2 separate regions of the Macaca mulatta genome follow, and region 1 is linked to region 2. A link is a contact called in public Hi-C data. All regions are on one chromosome and are shown on one strand. Each heading gives the region's core, a stretch centred on a gene start, on an enhancer-like site or on the middle of the called end of the contact. The rest is flanking DNA. Distances are from core to core; before and after follow the strand shown. Region 1 holds the start of EIF2S2 (eukaryotic translation initiation factor 2 subunit beta). Region 2 holds the start of CHMP4B (charged multivesicular body protein 4B).

Region 1 (2,700 bases), core at 96-2,595, 300 kb after region 2:
AAAACAAGTGTGAAACACTGCCACTCTCAGAACATTTGAAATACAGCAGCCTAGAGCAATGTCTATCATAACCGCCAAGGACCATCTACAAACTTTCAGTTTCTGTAAGCCATTAAGATCCTAGTCAATCTGGAATTCTACTGGCTCAGCCACTTAGTATTTGATCATGGGCATTATACAACTCTGTAACACTCAATTTTTTCATCTCTAAAATGGGCACAACAGACCTATTTTACAGGACTGTTGTGAGAACCAAGTCTAAGAGACTGGAATCCCCTCCAGAATACATTCCAAATTCCTTAACTTCGTCTTCACAGCCCTCCATGAATTAATCATTACCTGTTTGTCAAGTGTTCACCCCTTAACTGTCACCAAACTGAAGATTATTCTACTTCCTGTGAGCACATTTACTGGCCTTTCTCGGCCATTCCTTTGCCCTTGTGATCAAGGCTTCCTATTGCCTGAGGAAATTCTCAACACCGTACAGGGCCTCCCCCAATGTTAAGCAATACCTACTGAGAGTACTTAAAATCAACTTCATTTTAAGTCGGTAGATATTATATCAACTAGGATAAATCTGGGGGAAAGGGATTTGAGGAAATTCACTGAGTTCCAAGCACCACGGCAGAAAAAGATCCAGCCAGTTTCACAGCCCGGACTTCCCGCTCACGTCGCTGGGAGCCCTCTGTTAAGGGAAGCTCGGGGGCTCACCCGGAAACTTTCCGGGAAGGTCAGTCACTTCCTGAGGCTGCAGAATCTTTTTCTCTCGTTCTAATCCCATCACCCCCTCGTCTTTTTAAAAAGCAATGCTAGGAAGGCAAACGAGGGCGGGATACCGGCCCCGACAAGACAGCCTAGAAAGTTTTAACGAGGGCGTTCTACCAAGCTAAGAGAGCTCCTCGCGGCACCCAGTGAGGCGAGCTGGGGCGGCAGTGCCGAGCAGAAAGGAATGCAGGGATCGCCAGCCCCAATCTCGTTCGGGGAATTAACTGGGCATTCGAGCCCCTTCAGGGAGGGCGACTCAACGTGTGCTCTCCATTCCGGAAACGCCAGCCACGGCAGGAGGTCCGCCTCGGCGCCGCCGCCCTGAGGAAAGCGCGCTGCAGCCAAGCCTGCGGCTCCGGAGTCCTCGCCGGCTCTGCCGCTCCGGGCCGCCTAGGCCCGGCTGCCCCACATGGCGGCGGCCAGCTGCTAGGCCGCAGGCCCGGTCTCCCACACTGGAGTGGGTTCGGCTTTTCGCCTCAGTCCTTAGTTAGCCCTAACGCCGGGCTCAGACCCTCACCTCGTCCCCAGACATGGCTGCGGCTCGAGTGGGCTCGGCACGGACGGGAAGTCAGACGGGTCAGCCCCAGGCCCCGGCGGCAGCGCGGCTCCTGCCGATACCTCTCCCACCACCGCACTAGGCTCTTGCATCAGCGAAAGGGAACGACACCCCGCCCTCTCCTCCAAGCGTTGGAAATGCGCCTGCGCAGAGCTGGCCAAGGCGCAGGCGCGCAGAAGAGCCAACCTAGCGCGCTTCGTGTGGCGCGAGTTACCAGGCGACGCCGCGTAGCCAGGCATGCCGGGACTTGTAGTCCACCTATAAGCGGATTGCGCTTGCGCTGTAGCCTCCCAGCGACCTGCGCTCGACGACCGAGCGAGCGGCAGCCGGAAGAAGGTTAGGTTGTTGATACTGCCTCAGCGTTTTGGAGCGTTCTCTTGCGCTGCTTGTAGAGTGAATTGGGGTCCCTTCCTCCTGGATTAGGGTAGTGGCTTAGACACTGAGTCGTATGAACCCGCTCGACCTTTAGTTTCCCACTTGACCCCGGGGCGTCATGGTGTTTCAGAAATTCTGAGTTGGAGCTGGAGGCGCTCACCTCCCTGAGGGTTTTTACTTCATGAGAAATTTGACGGCTGGTTTTCTGCTTAGGAGGTCAGAAACCAAAGTATCTTCCCGATCTTCTCCCAGGAGAGATAGCATCTCCTGAGGAGAAACAGCCACGCAAGAGGCAACTGTCGGGAAGCCTCAAAATACTTGTTTATGAAATCTGACTGAACGCTCTGGCTGCACCACGGAATTTCCTTTTAGACCTAAAAACAGCAGAGACCCTTCAGGGAGGTCTCACTGCGGCAGTGCCCTCCAGCCAAAGACCGTCAAGAACACTCCTGTAGTTGGAAAAGGTGGGGTTTATGGTCTTGCAGGGAGGGCAGTACACTGTGGAAAACACCGGGACGTCTTGAGAAGAGGGTGTTGGAAAGAATTTACAGGATTTGGGCAGGGTTTAAGGAAGCAGAGCTTCTCTCTGGATTAGATGCAGTCAGGAGGTGGGGGTAATTCTATGATTGGGTAATTTAATAATTTTTTTTTTTTTTTTTTGAGACTCGCTCTGTCTGTCGCCCAGGCTGGAGTGCAGTGGCGAGATATCGGTTCACTGCAAGCTCTGCCTCCCGAATTCAAGCGATTCTGCTTCAGCCTCTCGAGTAGCTGGGATTACAGGCATGAGCCACCTCGCCCGGCCTATAATTCTTACATAATAAGAAAGTAGAACTGGCCGGGTGTGGTGGCTCACGCTTGTAATCCCAGCACTTTGGGAGGCCAAGGCGGGCGGATCACCTGAGGTCAGGAGTTCAAGACCATCCTGGCCAACATGGCGAAACCTCGTCCCTACTAAAAATAGAAAAAGTTGCCGCGTGTGGCGGTAGGCGCCTATAATCCCAGCT
Region 2 (2,700 bases), core at 193-2,692:
CAAGCAGTCTTCCCATCTTGGCCTCCCAAAATGCTGAGATTACAGGTGCAAGCCGCCATGCCAGGCCAATCTTGGCACTTTTTTACAAGAATTTCTGATGCAGCCTCAAAATTCTTTTCAACCCAGAGGTCCAGGTGACTAACACTAATTGCTTGTAGTTGGTACTTGATATAGTTTGGCTGTGTCCCCACTCAAATCTCATCTTGAATCATATCTCCCATAATTCCCACTGTTGTGGGAGGGACCTGGTAGGAGATAATTAAATCATGGCAGCAGTTTCTCCCATACTGTTCTTGTGGTAGTGAATAAGTCTCATGAGATCTGATGATTTTATGAGGAGACACCCCTTTTGCTTGGCTCTCGTTGTCTCTTTGCCTGCTGCCATCCATGTAAGACGGTACTTGCTCCTCCTTGCCTTCTGCCATGATTGTGAGGCTTCCCCTGCCATTTGGAACTATAAGTCCAATTAAACCTCTTTCCTTTGTAGATTGCCCAGTCTTGGGTATGTCTTTCGCAATTCCAGGGCTAGATGATTCGTTCTTACTGCAGATCCCAGTAAGCTCAGCATATGATTTTTTTTTCTTAAGCTGAGAACTTCCATCCTTACATTTAAAAGAAGCACTTTACAGCTTCAGTTTGGCATATCCAAACTGCCAGCGTTACTACTCTTGCACTTTAGGCCATTATTTAGTAAAATGAGGGTTACTCGAACGAAAGCACTGAAACACCGTGACAATCCATCTGATAACTCCTAAGCTGGTAAGTGACTAACAGGTGGTAGAGGTATGTTGGACAAAGGGATGATTCACATCGCAGGTGGGATGGAACAGGATAGCATGAGATTTCATTAGGTCAATGGAAATTAAAAACTTATGAATTCTTTATTTCTGGAATTTTCTATTTAATACTGTCAGACCTTAGTTGGACAAGTGAAACTGCTGAAAGTAAAATCGCAGACAACCGTACTTAACTGGAGAAGATACTGCTTTGCTTCTGTGACCACAGAACTGACAGGTTGAAATTGAAAACAACTATTGCCTTCACGCTTTTAAGACAACTTCACATAATGTAAAGTTCAAGCATACCGGTATCCCATTCTAGCAATACATTTTTGAGCAGTGTTGCACACTTACTGTTATTTGTCTTACTGTTATACTACTCCTACAGAGCACAGGCCAAGAAGACTACATTTCCCACCATGCCACACGCCCTTTGACCCCAGCTAGACCAAAAAGACGCGCCGCGGAGCGCCTGAAGCCGGAAGACTATAGCCTCCCGGCATGCAGCGCGCTTCCCTCCATTAGATTTGAGGTGCGGCCGGCGCGTTGCCCACCGGGAGTTGTAGTCAGCGGCGCGTTGCCCTGACGCCGGCCGGACCGGGCGTGGGGGCCTGTGGGAGGTGGCGCGGCCGGGCCCAGCTGCGGGGCGGAGGCGGAGGCGGAGGAGAGGCCTGCGGCGGCAGGGAGCGGCGGGGCTGGGAGCGGGCGCCGGAGCCGAGCCGAGCCGAGCCGAGCCGGAGCGGGCGGCGAAGGCCGGCGCGGCGAGCAGCAACCATGTCGGTGTTCGGGAAGCTGTTCGGGGCTGGAGGGGGTAAGGCCGGCAAGGGCGGCCCGACCCCCCAGGAGGCCATCCAGCGGCTGCGGGACACGGAGGAGATGTTAAGCAAGAAACAGGAGTTCCTAGAGAAGAAAATCGAGCAGGAGCTGACGGCCGCCAAGAAGCACGGCACCAAAAACAAGCGCGGTGAGGCGGCCCGGCCCCTTCAGACTTCCCACGGGCTCCCCCCAGGATCCCTGGGCCCGGACTTCCCCCTTCGTGACTCACCTCGGGGTCTGGTCTGACCCTGGAACTCTCCGGGTCAGACTTCTTGCCGGGTCTGGGACCCCCTCTCCGACTCCCTTCAATGTCTTCGCGATCCCTGGACTTTTCCATCGTCAGACTTATTCTGCTCTCTCCTCTCACCCTCTCTCCACCCCGCGAGGCCCCTTCAGACCCAATCTCACAGCACTTTCCTCCGTCCTCACACTGTCCCTTTCTCTTCCGCCTTTTTCTGCTCCCTTTGGCCTCACCCACCTGCCTAGCTACTGCCCCTGCCTGCTCCTCGGCTCATTTCTGCCCCCATCCCAGCATTTCTGTGCTTCCTGGTCCTACCTGTGCCCTCTCCCGGCTCCTCGGAGGAATCTGTGAGCTGCCCTTGGCGTCTCCGCCATCCTCTTAACTCAGAATTCTCGTTGAAAAGCCTCCTTGGTGGAGAGAAAAGGGGACTGGGGGAGAGGAGATCCCCTGATTCCTGCTTGTTCACTTGCTAAGTGAACTTGAGCAAGTTGCTGTCCCTTTGAGGCCTCAGTTTCCCCATCCGTCAGCCAGGGTTTGGCCTCAGTTGAGGCCTAAGGTGTCTTCTAGCGTTGTGATTCACTTTTTGTTGCCTCATAGCTTGGCCTTACCAAAGTTTCCCGTGGCGCAAGCCTTCACCCCGTGACTCACCGCTTCCCCATCCCTCTGAACCAGAAATAGAGACTCCCGACTCCTCCCCAGTCCCCACTACTGGGATTCAGGGCCCCGGCATCGAATCTTGAAGCACTGCTTACTTTACTTCCTGTTGTTGTATAGCTTTCTGGGCATTCTAAGTGCTTTGTGTTTTTCTTAAGTGAGATGAATGTGAAAATGCTTTAAAACTGTAAAGCTGTTTAGAAATGTTTG

What was found. Hi-C and Micro-C count contacts between places; a contact is called where the count stands out from the background.
Region 1: a contact with region 2 is called in a Hi-C map of cortical neurons, with 5 times the contacts expected there. The contact joins the promoter of EIF2S2 here to the promoter of CHMP4B in region 2. A contact is called at or near these places in 2 of 14 Hi-C or Micro-C datasets (blood and cortical neurons).

The regions. Positions count from the first base shown.
Region 1 is chr10:86,880,274-86,882,973 of T2T-MMU8v2.0, forward strand. EIF2S2 (eukaryotic translation initiation factor 2 subunit beta) reads right to left here and starts at 1,346. Exons shown (of 9, transcript NM_001266866.1): 1 at 1,283-1,346. The coding sequence starts at 1,297.
Region 2 is chr10:86,578,206-86,580,905 of T2T-MMU8v2.0, forward strand. It overlaps CHMP4B (charged multivesicular body protein 4B), which reads left to right and starts at 1,443. Exons shown (of 5, transcript XM_001105255.5): 1 at 1,443-1,743. The coding sequence starts at 1,554. LOC144332064 (a long non-coding RNA gene) reads right to left here and starts at 2,455. Exons shown (of 5, transcript XR_013399814.1): 1 at 2,152-2,455.